Linked DNA regions of Mus musculus: region 1 is linked to region 2. Evidence: chromatin contacts called from public Hi-C data. All regions are on one chromosome and are shown on one strand. The core of a region is the stretch at or near the end of the contact, and the rest is flanking DNA. Distances in the headings are between cores, read along the strand shown.

Region 1 (7,121 bases), core at 521-3,020, 540 kb after region 2:
GTTATTCTTTTCGAGGGCACTATGGTCCGTCATTATATTTCCACAAAGACTGTACCTTTCATTTTGTTTCCCTTCCTTCCTTTTCTTTACATTACTTTCTCACGCTCTGGGCTTTTTTTTTTTTTTTTTCAATCACATTATACTCATATGCTACACTCAATTCTTTAAGAGATTCCCTAATGTTCATACCCATTGACTATGTAAACCACATTTGCACAGTCCATTGTAGGCATTCACAACAAAATGCCTTCAACTGAATGACAAGAGTCAGCCAAAATTGATTTTTCTCATATAAAGGGGCCATGCAACTGTTTATCTATGGTGCTTTCTTGCTGCATCTTCAGGTGGTGTTAGTGCTATGATTCTTCTGTAGTGAGGGGACTATTACCATTCATGAGGACTTTGCACTCATGACCTGATTGACTTTCAAGTGTTCTCACTCCTAATACCATCACCTGCGTCATTATGTTTCTGCACCTGAATTTTGGGGAGAAACAAGAAATCAGAAAATAGTGATATTTTAATTCAGGACATAATGATACTTTAAGTCAGACCATTCTAAAAGCTGTGAGTAGACACACAAGTGTTCCACACAATCAGCACTTTGCACAAACATTAGTGTTTTTTAGAGGTGTTTTCTTCGAGGCACACATGACATTTAGGTCATTACCAAATACTAGGAAAGCTATCCTTAAAACAGATCCTGACGCTGAGGGAGGTCAACCACCTCCACAATCACCTGCCACACATTTCCTTTTGTTCATATATTTATGATATATGATGTGAAACATAATATATATGATAAAATATAGCTTATGTAGTATATATACTATAATATATAGTATATAGAGACATATAGCATATATAGTATATGTATATATGCTAGATATACAAGTATATTTAATAGATATATAGTGTATGCAGTTTATATGCATTATATATATACATATATATATATATCATGATTGTTTTTTGCATATAGGTTTAATTATATATAGAATATATACTATTCTACAGTACCATGATAAGGGGAGAACAATAATTTTAGTTTGTTTGGTGCTAAACAAATACTTAATGTTTTTTATATGATTCATTAAGAAGGTTATCTTTAAGAGCAAGTGCAAAATAAGACTGGGGAGGTAGGTCAATTAAGTATATAAAAATATTTGGTTCTAAATATTAATAAAAATGATAGAAAATGAATATTTGTTTTAAATTGGGATATAAATAATGAATTTTGATTTTTAATTATTCTGGTCAACTTCATTGAAGTATTATATTAGCTACTTTTATTGCTGTGACAAAGCCCCTAACAAGAAGCTATTTATAATAGGAACAAAGGTATATCCCGCTTATGTTTTGAGAAGGTAAAATGAGTCTTGTCAGCAATGTTTGGCAACAGGAACCTTCATGTTGTCAGGAGTATAGCTAGAATGCCTCATCTCATATCTTAGTATAATAAGGAGCAAAGACTTGACAGGAAGTAGATGCAGACAGTAAAAGTTTAAATCACCCCTCTCCCGAGATTCATTACCACCAGAGAGGTTCCACCTCCTAAAGTGTCCACAGTATCTCCAAATACCACCAAAAGCTGATGACTTCAAATACTTGACCCTGTCAGGCACATCACAAACCTCAGAAGTATACACTTAAAAAGTGTAAGAGGTTTTATTTTTAAGCTTTAAGTGAATTTTGACAGTTGTACAGTCTCACACTATTCATCTCAGCCACAATATTGGACATATTTATAGCCCACAACGTCCTCCTCACCATCTGAGACTCAGACCTTTCCTCTGTGCTTAGATTATGGCAAAATTTAACATCCGGACACTGCCATCTTCATTTTGTTAGAGGAATAATTGTCTCAAATTCTGTGTCTCTTTATTTACTTGATTTATTTGCAAGAGGAATCTGGACTATGGGATGGTGCAGCATTATAACTTCCTTTTTATGGCTATAGCTGTATATACATAGCAGTTTTAAAATTCTGCTTATCAGTTGATGGACATTTGAAAAATCCTCATTTAGCAGCTGTTACAAGTACCATTTCTTATCCATGAATGAGTCCTTGTATGGGCTTAAGGCACATTTCCTCCCTTGGATTAGCACTGCTTTCCTATATGAAAGAACACATATCTAATGTTATAGAACTGTAATTGTCTCCCAAAGAGATTGTTAGAGTTTGCATCGACACTATGATTCGCGAAGTGTTTTTGTTTTTGACATTCTTCCCACCATTGGGTATTTTGAGCATTTTCATTTCTGTCTCGCTATTAAGTATGGGGAGTACCCCATGATGACTTTGAATTTGCATTTTTGTAATGAATGATAATGTTAAGTCTTTTCCCTTTGAAAGCCCTGTGCATCTATTGTCTTATGAAAAGTACCATTCAGACTTCTTGACAATGCTAGTATTTAGAGATATAATTGGCACATAACCTCCGATCCCATGAATCGTTTTCTCTGCTTATATGGCTACATCTGCTTTTAAAATTTCTTTTGAAGATATAAAGTTGATAATGCCACAGTTATGGCTTTACTTTTAGAAGTCTTACCTTTTGTTTTATCACATTTTCTCTCACATAATCCAGTTGCATAGTGGTTTCTTTAATACTTTCCTATGTGTTTTAGAATTCTAGTTTTATGTACAATTTACCTCAATTCACTTACATTTTTAGATAAAACGTTGGTTTGGTTAATTTTATTTTCTGTGAAAATTCAATTTTCCAACACCACTAGTTAACATATTGATATTTTCTTAAATAATCCCATAGGAACTAGTTATGGTGTGGCAATTAAATGCTCCCCCACCCCCACAAAGCTACAGTTTGCTATTCAGTTACTGAGACACAATTATATCACTAAAGCTCGGACATAAACAGTGGATTTATAGTTTGATGTATTACTGAAAATGATAGAATCTTTTGGAAATAAGGCTTAGCAAGGTACCAAGGGGAAATTTACATGGCCTGCCTCAACTTATGGCACACTCTTTTCACTCTGGCTTTTGTCTGTTTTATTTTGCTCCTCCACTTGCTTGTGATGTTCAATCTGGCCTCACATATGCAGTAATGGAGCCCACCTTTGAAACCAGAGCACTTGGGACAATGAAGTAGAGATGCTGAGATGGCAGCCAACGTGGTAGACTATGGAATGCTTTCAAAGGCAGCCTGGTCAGCACAGCAAGACTTTGACTCTGATAAAAAAAAAAAATTTCAAGGACAAAAACTACAATGTCTGAAATTACAAGGCTAAAATAATTATTTCCTCCATTAGTTTTCTCTCTCAATGTTTTTCATAAATATGAAAAGTCAACTACTAGCGTGAATTTATTTAAATATCAAGTATCTATTGAAGCCTATTTCTAGATCATCTATTCCACTAAGCAAATCATCTATTCATGCTGTGGTATTCATTATGTACAAATTAACTCTATGGGAAACCTTGACATTGGTTAGTGCAAACTTTGTATCTCCATTGTTTTAAAAGGTTTTTTGTTACTACCAGTTGAATTCCAGTGTTCATTGAAAATCAGACTGCTGATTTTTACAAACTAAAGGAAACAAAGAGTCTGCTCCATTTCTGATAGAAAGGGCAATGAACCTCAGGGTTTGATTTCACTATTGAACCTTTCAATATGTGGCATAATATATTAATTTTCCATTTGCTTACCACATACAGTTTCACTTCCATTGTAAGAATCACACACGCAGAATAACATTTTATCCTTAAATATTTAGTAGTCACAGATTCTAAATAGTATTTTAGTTGCTTATGTTTAATTTTTCACTATAAATATCTAGGGCTGAAACTCACTTACACATATTGACCTTGTATTGTGGGAGTTTCAAAGATTTACGTATTTTCTTCTAAATGATTTTATGATAGTTCTTTGGGAGGTTGTTTGTTTGGTTTTGGGATTTTCTACAAAAAAGGAAAATAAATATAATTTTATTCTGCATTAGTTACCTGTGCTTCCATATCAAAGTACACTAGATGAGGAAACTGAATAAAAATTTATCATCTCACTATTTCAGAGTAGAAGAGGTCCAAAGTCAAATTTCCATTATGCTTTGTAAGTTTTGAACATTGTGTAGGAAAAATCTCCCAGTTCTTCCTTGTTCATTTATGTAAACTCGAACTTCACTGTTTAAAGTTTTTTAGTGAAGGAGTAGTGTTTTGTCTTGTTATTTTGTTTGGTTTTTGTTTGTTATTTTTCCCTTGGGACTTCATATGCCACTGGATGTGGAACCTACAATCAGTATATTCATTGGTGCTGATGAAGATGGAACAGAAATATGTGGTCTGTCCAGCTTTCTACCCAGTGCTAAGTGGCATTTATAAAAGACAAGAGGAGAAGTAAAATGAAAAGCAATATGTCATTCTGACAATTAGCTTGGATTTCAAGGCATTTTCAGTGTCAAGTTATTTTCCTTATAAAACTCAGTCATAGTTTTAAAGTGTTGATATACTCAGTTACAGGGAAAACATGAGGAATTGCTGGAGGCACCACATCATATGCAGATTTTAGCACATTTTACAAAGAACGGAATTTATGTTGGTCAGTTTATCTTGTGTAAATGAAGCACCTGAATTAATTAGTGTATAAAAAAATATTTATTTTAGCTCACATGTTTGAAGTGAGGGTTTCTGGCCCCGGTTAAATTCTCTAACAGATTTCTTCTCTGACAATTGAGACAATGCTAGAAGGAGCTCAGAGGGGAGCAAATGGACCACCTCATAAACCAAAAAAGCAAAAGGAGAAAGAAAATAATCGAGATGTTGCAATACCCAGAGAGAGGATGTCCTGGATCAACTAATGGCCTGCAGTGACACTTGGCCATTAGTGACTAGTGGCCTGCTAAGGTCCACAGCATCTCTCAAAGATTCCAGCTTGAGTACCACGACCTTCCCAAGTGGACCCCAGGTTGCATCCAAACCATGGCTAGGTCTTAGGATTCTAAAAGCATTTCAGCCTTGCAACACATCCCTACACCATTTTGTCTCAGAATGTACAGTATCCTTTATGCTTTCATTGTGAATCTATTTGTAACGTCTAATTTTGTGTTGGGTCCTTAATGTGTTATTCTCACTGTGTTCATATTGTAATTTTATACTCTCTTTCCCCCTTATTATATTAGCTGACCTTCTTATATTGGTGGATTGTAACCACTATGCATACAAAATTCACAGCAATTACTGCTTTGAGTGTTAATAAGTATTTATTCTCATTATATTAGCAATGATGTTACACTGGGTTACAGAAATGTGTGAATTGATAATAGGCCTCCCAAAACAAAGCCTTTGAAACAGTTGCCAAAAGTCCAAGGAAATGTAGCTAGCTACTTTGAAATTTCCTTGCTAAAATAAACAAAAAAGGTTGTTAGGGCAAGCTTTCAGTTACCATGACAGAGCATAAAGCATAAAGTAATGTGATATCCCATCTACAATTTGTGGGTGAAGATCTTTCTGAGAGGCCTTAAATACATCTTTAGTGTGTTTGCTTTGCTCCAATAGAATTTCTCAGAGCCCTGACTTACAATAACTGCGGTTCTTTTTCTTTTCCTGGGAGACTGTAGATAAATGCTTATAACAGACTGAAACAGTTTGTTCCAAGACCTAAGATCATACTTTGATATACAGGTTACCAAGAAGGTCATACTTATATTCAGGTACAGGCCTTCAAGTCATGTATGTGAATAACAATTGGTCTTGAGAATCAATAAAATGCTGTCCTATTGACAAAGGTGATGGGACTGTAGGATAACAATGAGATGGCTGGCCTTGGTGTATCACCAAGGATGTGAGATTCTTCATTCCGGATGAACTACATGATTAGCTAGTCTGTGTATCCCCTGGTGGCAAAAGGGATTCTAAGGTATCAATCAATAAGATGTTTCATTGCCAATGTCCAAAGACTCTAAAAAAAAAATCCAAATGATCATTTTTTTCTTCAGATCATGAAACGGACAGTTGTTTTCAAATATTGTGCTAAGAAATGAAACCTGGAGGGACTTTGGTTTACCCTCTGATACCAACTTCTGTGAGGTTTTTATTGAGGCTTTTTTACCACACTGCATATTGGTTTTTTAATATATATGATACAAATGACAATGCTGAACAGTTCCTGAGGGGGTAAGATTAGCTGACATTTACAAAATGCTGTAGAGAGAGGTGTTGCATGAGGGCCAAGTGTTTAATGTAAACCAATGGGGAGCTGATGGACCCCACATCTGAGTACAACACTGGAGCCACACAAATAGCTGGAAGTGATAACAGCGACAGTTGGAGTACAAAAATAACACTTCTACACTCTGGCAACTAATCCAGAGCTCTCGGGGTATCCACGTAACTAATTATCATAACTTTGTCCTTCGACACACACTGTAACAAGCTGGAAGCTTTATTTTGATCCTTGGTTTTAGTAGTTTGGCTCACAAACACAGAAGAAAGAGTGCAAAGCATCCAGTCAATTATGCAGAAAAAGCACCATACACAGTAACAACTTGACATTGCATATTCAGTTGACATTGCATATTCAGGAGAAACATAAAGAAGACTAGAAACAGTACAGGAGGAGGGAGAGAGAAAGAGAGGGAGGGAGGTAGGGAGGGAGAGGGAGGGAGGGAGAGAGAGAGAGGGGGGGGGGGAGGGAGGGAGAGAGAGAGAGAGAGAGAGAGAGAGAGAGAGAGAGAGAGAGAGAGAGAGAGAGGGACTAGACATGCCCCACATTGGAAGACAGCATGGCTCCTTGTTTCCTTTCTAAAGATTTATTTATTTTTCTTTAATTTAACATTAATGAATAATCTTCCAGCATATATGTATGTGTACTCCGTGCATGCCTGGTACCCACAAAGGGCAAATGAAAGTGCCAGATAACCTGAACATGAAACTGACAATTGTGAGCTGCCATTTGGATCCTGGTAATGGTACAAAGATCTCTGCAAGGGCAGTGAGTTCAAATAACAGCTGACCCATCTCTATACCCACTCCCCCTTTGTTTTAGTTTTTCAAGACAGGATTTCTCTGTATAGCCCTGGCTGTCCTGGTTCTCACTCTATAGACTCCGAGATCTGCCTGTCTCTGCTTCCTGGGTGCTGGATATATAAAGGTCTGTGTGG
Region 2 (6,989 bases), core at 1,540-4,039:
CACTTTAAATTAAATTAACCTTAACACATAGCAGGTTGATTTCTTTTGTTATGACTATTCTGTGTTTAAACTGTCACTCAGCAGATTTGAAAGGCTGGGAACAGTAAGACATGAAGAAAGAAAGTTCAGCTTCTCTGAGTAATAAAAAAAAAGCATCCATATTTAAATCACTGCCATTATTAACATTTTGAAGGTTACTTAGCAAGTTTATAAAAAATGTCTTCTGCTTAAAATTTTAATTGTAAATTCTCAACTTGGTTTTCATTTATCTAAGAGCTTTTATGTGAGATGATAGACTATAAATGTTATGCTAAATCGACCCCTCCATGCACTAGATCTGGTAGCTCAGTGGGAGAACCTGTGCTTAGCATGCTGCAAGCATTGGATCCAATCTCCAATGTTCTAAGTAAAACACTGAATGAAGACTTTACGTATTCACATACTGCTTTATGCTCTAGTTTTTCCAGACAGTCCTATATAAGATATGTTTTTTATTAAAGAAAAGGAATTAAATAAAGTTATGAACAAATGATTTCCAGGAACCAATATTTCTATTTCTAGACACCTACAGGATTAAATAATGGAAAGCTTCGCAATAAAATTACAATACAAATTCTGTCTTAAAATTTCCATGTGAATGTTAACCTTTAGAGTTTATTATATACATACTGCACAGATTATATTTAGAGATATGTAGGAGGTACTTGGTATATGTGGGAGGGTTTAGAGAAAGTAAAGGAGAAAATGAAATTATATTAGAATCTCAAAAACCAAAAAGAGGTTATTCTAACAGCATTTCCCAGAGACAGTAGAGCTGATGTACATATGACCACACAGAGGCTGTTACAGCAGGCACAAGACCTGCACAAGCTCAAATCAGATAAAATCCCAGTATGGAAGATAGATAGAAACAAATTCCCGTTCATATCTAGCAAGCTATTTGCAATTGATACCTGCTGGGAAATAGAAAATCAATTTTCTCCATTGAAGCATCACTTGTCACGCCAATCACACTCTACAGCAGGTCTCAAACCCAGGAACAGTTGGCCCACACATAACAGACTCCATTTTGAGATGCTCTATCTGTTTTGTTTTGCTTGTTTGCTTTGAATATGTGCCTTTTGTTTTTGTTTTTTAGGTTGTCTGAGAGTAGGGGTTGGAGGAGTAAGAGACAGAACATGAAACTGGGTGGGTAGAGAGATGGGAACATCCAGGGCGTGTTAGGACAGAGGAAAGACTGATCACAATATACCGTATGTAAGAAGAGTATATTCAGTTTGTGGCAGATAGCTTTAAAGTATTTATAGCCACATGCTACTTAACTCATGATAATATATGCAATATATGTCTAAATAGCTATTGTTCAGTGGTCAGCCCTGAAAACACACATACCAGGAACATTATACAGACTGAGCAGTTCATATTTAGAAATATGTATGTTTACACATACATGCGCATAATAGCAACTAATGAGAAAAGAGACCATAAACTTGAAAGAGAAAATGCAGGGGTTTATAAGTGGGTATGGAGGGAGAAAAGGGAAGGGAGAAATTATATATTATAATGTCAAAAATAAAAGAAAAAATTGAAAATATTTAACAAAGAAAATCTTATGCAGGTGCTTCATTAATGTTTGTTTTCTTCTATTATCCAGGTTTTATGAGAAAATAACTCATAATCATGTATTTAAAAGACAGAAAAATGCATTCCAAGAAAAAAGATAACTTTTAGAAAGGAATACTTGAAAACTCACTGCTTGAGCAAACACGTGCTACTTTCATATGTCTACACTGAAAAGGGATACTCCCCATTATCTATCATCTGCTGAGAAGTTACCTGCACTGCTGATCATGGAGACAGATGTGTTTTACAATAATTTTCTATACCAAAATCTCCTTCTTGCTTTACTGTGCTGGCAGACACAAGCCAATGGCTGGAAAGGTAAAAGTGTTTACTCCGTTAGGAGAGAGGGGAAAGTTAGATATCAGTCTGAAGGTACTTGAAAGCCCAAGAGACAGCGTTTTGAAGGCTGAGTCCAAGTATGAAAAAAAGTCCCTGTGTAGAGGAGTCTAAAAGAAAGTGGAAATGCCAGAACTTGGCAGAAAGGTAAGAAAGCAAAACATAAAGTCTCAGATACTGCAGAGGAGTTGGCCCCAATTTCCTCTCAAATTGCTGAATTGTATCGTGTCTGTAGCTCTGGGTGACGCACTTACTGAGTGTTAAGGGAAGAGCTAATGAAGTTACGGGAACACTGGCAATTATTTTTGAAAAGTCTTCTAGGATTGGGAAGGCAATAAGTTGTAGAGGTGCAATTTTATTTTAAGGCTCCATATTTTTTTCTGATATTCAGAAAGCACTGGAGCATACCCCATGTACTCACTGACCAGGTAATCCAACTACAAACAAAATGTCTCCCTTCATATTGGCCTGAAGGTAAAAAAAATAATTCTGACAGTCAGCAATCAAAATCAGTAGAGAACTAGGGACTGGGGCATTTGTGTGCAAGCTAAGAATCAAGTAGTACTAGGACAGGCGAAAGGGAATGTGGGCTATTGTGAAGAGGGTATTGAACTCTTAGAATAAAGATAATCAACTGCTTTGAAATGATTGAGGGGTTTCCTATTCACATTTGCCTAGAGAGGAATATTGCTTCATGACTAAAAGACTGGTAAGATATTCAAGACAAATCAAACATAATAAGCTAGGCAGATGGCTCAGTCAGTAAACTGCTAACCATGTAAGCAGAGAAACCAGCACTTTTAGAACAACTAAAAAGGTAGCTATGGTGGCATAGTGTTAGACTGATAAAGTGACAGGAACAAGCTGGGAGCCACTAGTCTAGCAGAATCAGCTCTATATGTGCGTGCACGCGCACACACACACACACACACACACACACACACATACACACACACACATACACACACACACACACACACACATACACACACACACACACACACACACACACACACACACACACACACACCACATGATAAATGGAAGAAAAGGAACACATGATGAATAAGATGCTGTCACTTCATGTATGGAGAAAACCTCGGAGCGCCTGCAAAGATTTCAGCACGAGGTCTGTTTGGTTGTGCTATGTCCTATCTTCTTCAATGATCCAAGGATGAGTAGAAAATAACATCTGCAGATGCCACATGAAAGGGGCGCTGAAAACATCAATCAGGAGCTGGAAAAAATAATCATTACTGTCAGGGAACCAGGAATTAAAAGATGTGCAGGACATTACAAATGAGGTCTGAGTAGGAGACTATAAGCTGATAACACTAAAAGAGAATGCACTGAAGCACAGGAGGAAGCTACGGTTAGAAATGTAGAGAAGCGTTCGGAGGGTTAGTGTAAAGTGTCTGTGCCTCCAAGGATGCTCCACAGGAGCTGTCACTACATCTGTCACAAGTTCACATCTGGGGAGGTCATAGGCCTTAGCAGGGCACTCTTGGTAATATTTTAAAGTGCAATAGTCATGCTGTAAGCCTGCCCTCTTACCTCCTATGCTTATACTCATGAACTCGTGCTCTTCATAACCTTGGTCACAGGAGCTTCCTTTCCAGTGGATAGGGGTTGAATCTTAGCGCTAGTTGAGGAGCTATCCGAGGTTGGTGATTGTTAAGGGACAGGGAGTCACTTTTCTTTGGGGATGTGGTTGCTTGTCGGTTGTCCATGCCACAGTTAAAGACTCCACACAATCATATATGATCAGTGCTAATTTAGGGGGATATTAATAATATGGCTTGGTGGATCTCAAGGGCAGTTAGAGGGAGGGAGTAAAGAGTAATGAGACCATAATTCACTATTTTCACATATGAAAACTTAAAAAACATAAATATTAATGTAAAACAAGATTTAAAATATAAATTCCAGTTAGCTCAATGAGAAAAACACAAAGCAAGCAAGCAAACAAACAAAACAACAACAAAACCAACCAAAACCCAAAACAAAACAAAACAAAGAAATAACTTACTGTATCTCTAGTCCTAGGGTATCATACGCCTTCTTTTGGCCTCTGCTGACACTATATATATATAGTGTAATACATACACTCAAGCAAACACTTATACACAATAAAAATAAGTCTATCTTTATAAAAAGTTCAAGAAATAGAAAGATTAAGAGAAAACATCTTTGTGTACAGCCAAGCATACTGAAATTTAGTAATATTTAATTCTTCCCTACACTGGATGGATGGATTAATGTGTAAATAGCTGCCTCTGCAAGCAATAGAACCTGAGTTTGAATCAACAGTACTGAGGTGAAAGTCGGGGATGCCTACATGTGCCTATCACCATAGCACGGTGGGAATGAGATAGAAGGAGCTCACTGGCAAGCAAGTCTAGTAAAAATAGTGAACCAGGATTTCAGTGAGACCCTATCTCTAGAGAAATAGGCGTACAGTGTTAGATGGGGACACTCGGTGTTCTCTTTTGGCCTCCACATATCTGCCTCCCACCCACATATGCACACCCATACACACCATATACACACAAACAAAAACCAAACCAAACCTAAGAATTACTTATTCCAGAAAATATTTAAGGGTGAGCTTGGTACAGCAAAGATAAAAACTGTGTACAAAATTTGTTTCCGAAAATGATAACAACAAGTTCTTCTATGCTATTAAGATCAACACACAATGACTAAGTAGTGGATTCAGTAATTAAGATCACTTGCTGATCTTTCAGTGGAATCAGGTCTAATCCCCAGCCATATTGAGAACAACTGAATGTAACTCTAGTTTCAGGGTATCTGATGTTATCTTTTGGCCTCTGCTGGTGCCAGACATATATGTAGTACAATACATACATTCAGGCAAATTCTTGTACACAATAAAAATAAGCAAATCTTTATAAAATGATCAATTGATAATTATCAAATAACTAGAATAATCAGTCTAATAATTGATTAACTGAGGATGTCATTATGTGAAAAAGAATATTCTAGTTGTGTAGCCCAACCAAACATTATGACACATTTCCTAACCTCTTGAGGTTAAATATCTAATCTAGTCTTAGAAAAGAGAGCAGAGGTAGGAACAAATAGAAATTAATGCATCTTGTCTTAAAATGACTAGCGACTGAATCCACAGTTTATATAGATGGATATGAAAGATCAGTAACTCTATGGACTCATAAGTAAATATGCAATACATGTGTAAATTACCCAGAGTTAGGATTTAAAGAGAACGAGATAATTCCATGTGCTAATAAAATGTGTTTGGTGAATAAGTCAGAAATGTAATAAAAAATAAATGATCCATTATGCATAACTTTATTCCCAACTTAATAAACACACTGTCTTTTGAAGTGAAAGACCCTTTTGTATTAGCAGTTTCTAAATACGATCAAGAGTACCTTGCAAATAACCATTATATGAAATTTGTTTAAAGGGAATAAACAAAGAGAAGTAGCCAAACACCTGCTCCTTAATTATATTTCTGGGCGGGTAGGAGCACAGAGGTCCTGTCTTCCCCAAAAGAAACATGTATATCTCCATTCTACAAGGTCATCATTCTTCCTCAGCAAGTGTAGCTGGGAATTACAGAGACAAAAATCACTGGCTAAAATTCTGCCACATTGCAAACTATTGCTTCAAAAAGGACATTTTCTGTTTTATTAGTAAATTCTACTTCTATCTTGTGTTCCTGGAAACAGTTGTTTAGTTGGAGAGAGTCTGCTTTTATTGACTTTATCTCTGAGTATATGCAAGTCAGGGTGCTTTCAAGCATTCCCTAGTGGTCATGGGCAACATTCCATTTCTTCTGCCCATTCAGGCATGGAGTGAATTTTGTATGTGCCAGTGTTCCTGGATTTTATGTCATTATAGTGAAGCACTTTGGAGAAACAAGAGTGTAGAGAGCTAAATCCAGTACATTATGTAGTTTTAAAAGTCAGAATGGTTAAGCACTTGATTTTCTTAATGCAAGTACAGTTCCCATTTCCTTTTGACCATTTTCTTTTCACCTTCTTACATCATCCAAATTTTGTCATAGCTTATCTGATATTATTAACTATGCTTCTGAGGCACTGGTTTGAAGGCTCCTTGTATCCTGTCTCCGTTTGATACTGTCTTTCCAGATTAATAGGGAATCTGCATCCTCATCTGCAGCACATACATTTTCAGTACATTCTCCTTCATTTAGTTTGGGTCCCAAGTTCCAGATTATGGTCAACACCTCTCCCTTACTGGATGCTTTGATAAGAGACTTCTGGGTTTTCCTTCACCTTAAAGTTTGTTATCATTGCACAACAGTTCAATGTGCAGTCAACATCAGATTTACGCTTCAATAGCTTCTTTTGTCCACCTTTCTGTGATAGCCAAGGCTGAACTTATAAATGTGGTTATTTCTCTTATTACTCAGCAGAGACACAATGATTGTGTCTACCACCACCTCCTTCTCCTCCTCTTCCTCCTCCTCCTCCTCCTTCTTTCTTCTTCTTCTTCTTCTTCTTCTTCTTCTTCTTCTTCTTCTTCTTCTTCTTCTTCTTCTTCTTCTTCTCCTTCTCCTTCTCCTCCTCCTCCTCCTCCTCATTCTCTCTCTCTCTCTCTCTCTCTCTCTCTCTCTCACACACACACACACACACACACAAGTTTTAAAAAGCAGAACAATACATATTTTCTTCTTTGAAAAGACAATCTGCTTATCAAAGAAAGAATTGTTAAAACACACAGTTCTGATCACCAGGAATAAAATAAAGTAGCATATTATACTCTACTTAATGTTTTCCTTCTTTGTTAGAGGCAAAGAAAACACTACAAAAAAACTTGCTATATTTTGAAAAGAAAATATGAGAGCCCATCTAGAAATTTAGTACTTCTTTAGCAAGCATTCTGAGAGTGGATTCTGTATTTATGAATGTCTGTGCCAGGGACTTTGTGATTTTTTATTAAATCTAGAAAAATTCTGAAATAAGGAGAGGGCATTTTGAAGAATTATGGTTGTGTTTATACACTGGTGCTTTCTAGAA

The links. Hi-C and Micro-C count contacts between places; a contact is called where the count stands out from the background.
Region 1: a Hi-C map of cortical neurons shows a contact between it and region 2, with 2.2 times the contacts expected there. The contact joins two enhancer-like sites.

What each region holds. Positions count from the first base shown.
Region 1 is chr2:8,387,956-8,395,076 of GRCm38.p6, forward strand. No RefSeq gene overlaps it. Among named protein-coding and RNA genes, the nearest start is that of Gm30904, 46 kb to the left of the region's middle. Within about 2 kb of position 1,771, at least 3 of the 459 cell types and tissues checked have an H3K27ac peak or open chromatin away from gene starts, as enhancers often do. A contact at or near this core is called in cortical neurons, where this site is marked.
Region 2 is chr2:7,844,927-7,851,915 of GRCm38.p6, forward strand. No RefSeq gene overlaps it. Among named protein-coding and RNA genes, the nearest start is that of Gm30904, 500 kb to the right of the region's middle. Within about 2 kb of position 2,790, at least 4 of the 459 cell types and tissues checked have an H3K27ac peak or open chromatin away from gene starts, as enhancers often do. A contact at or near this core is called in cortical neurons, where this site is marked.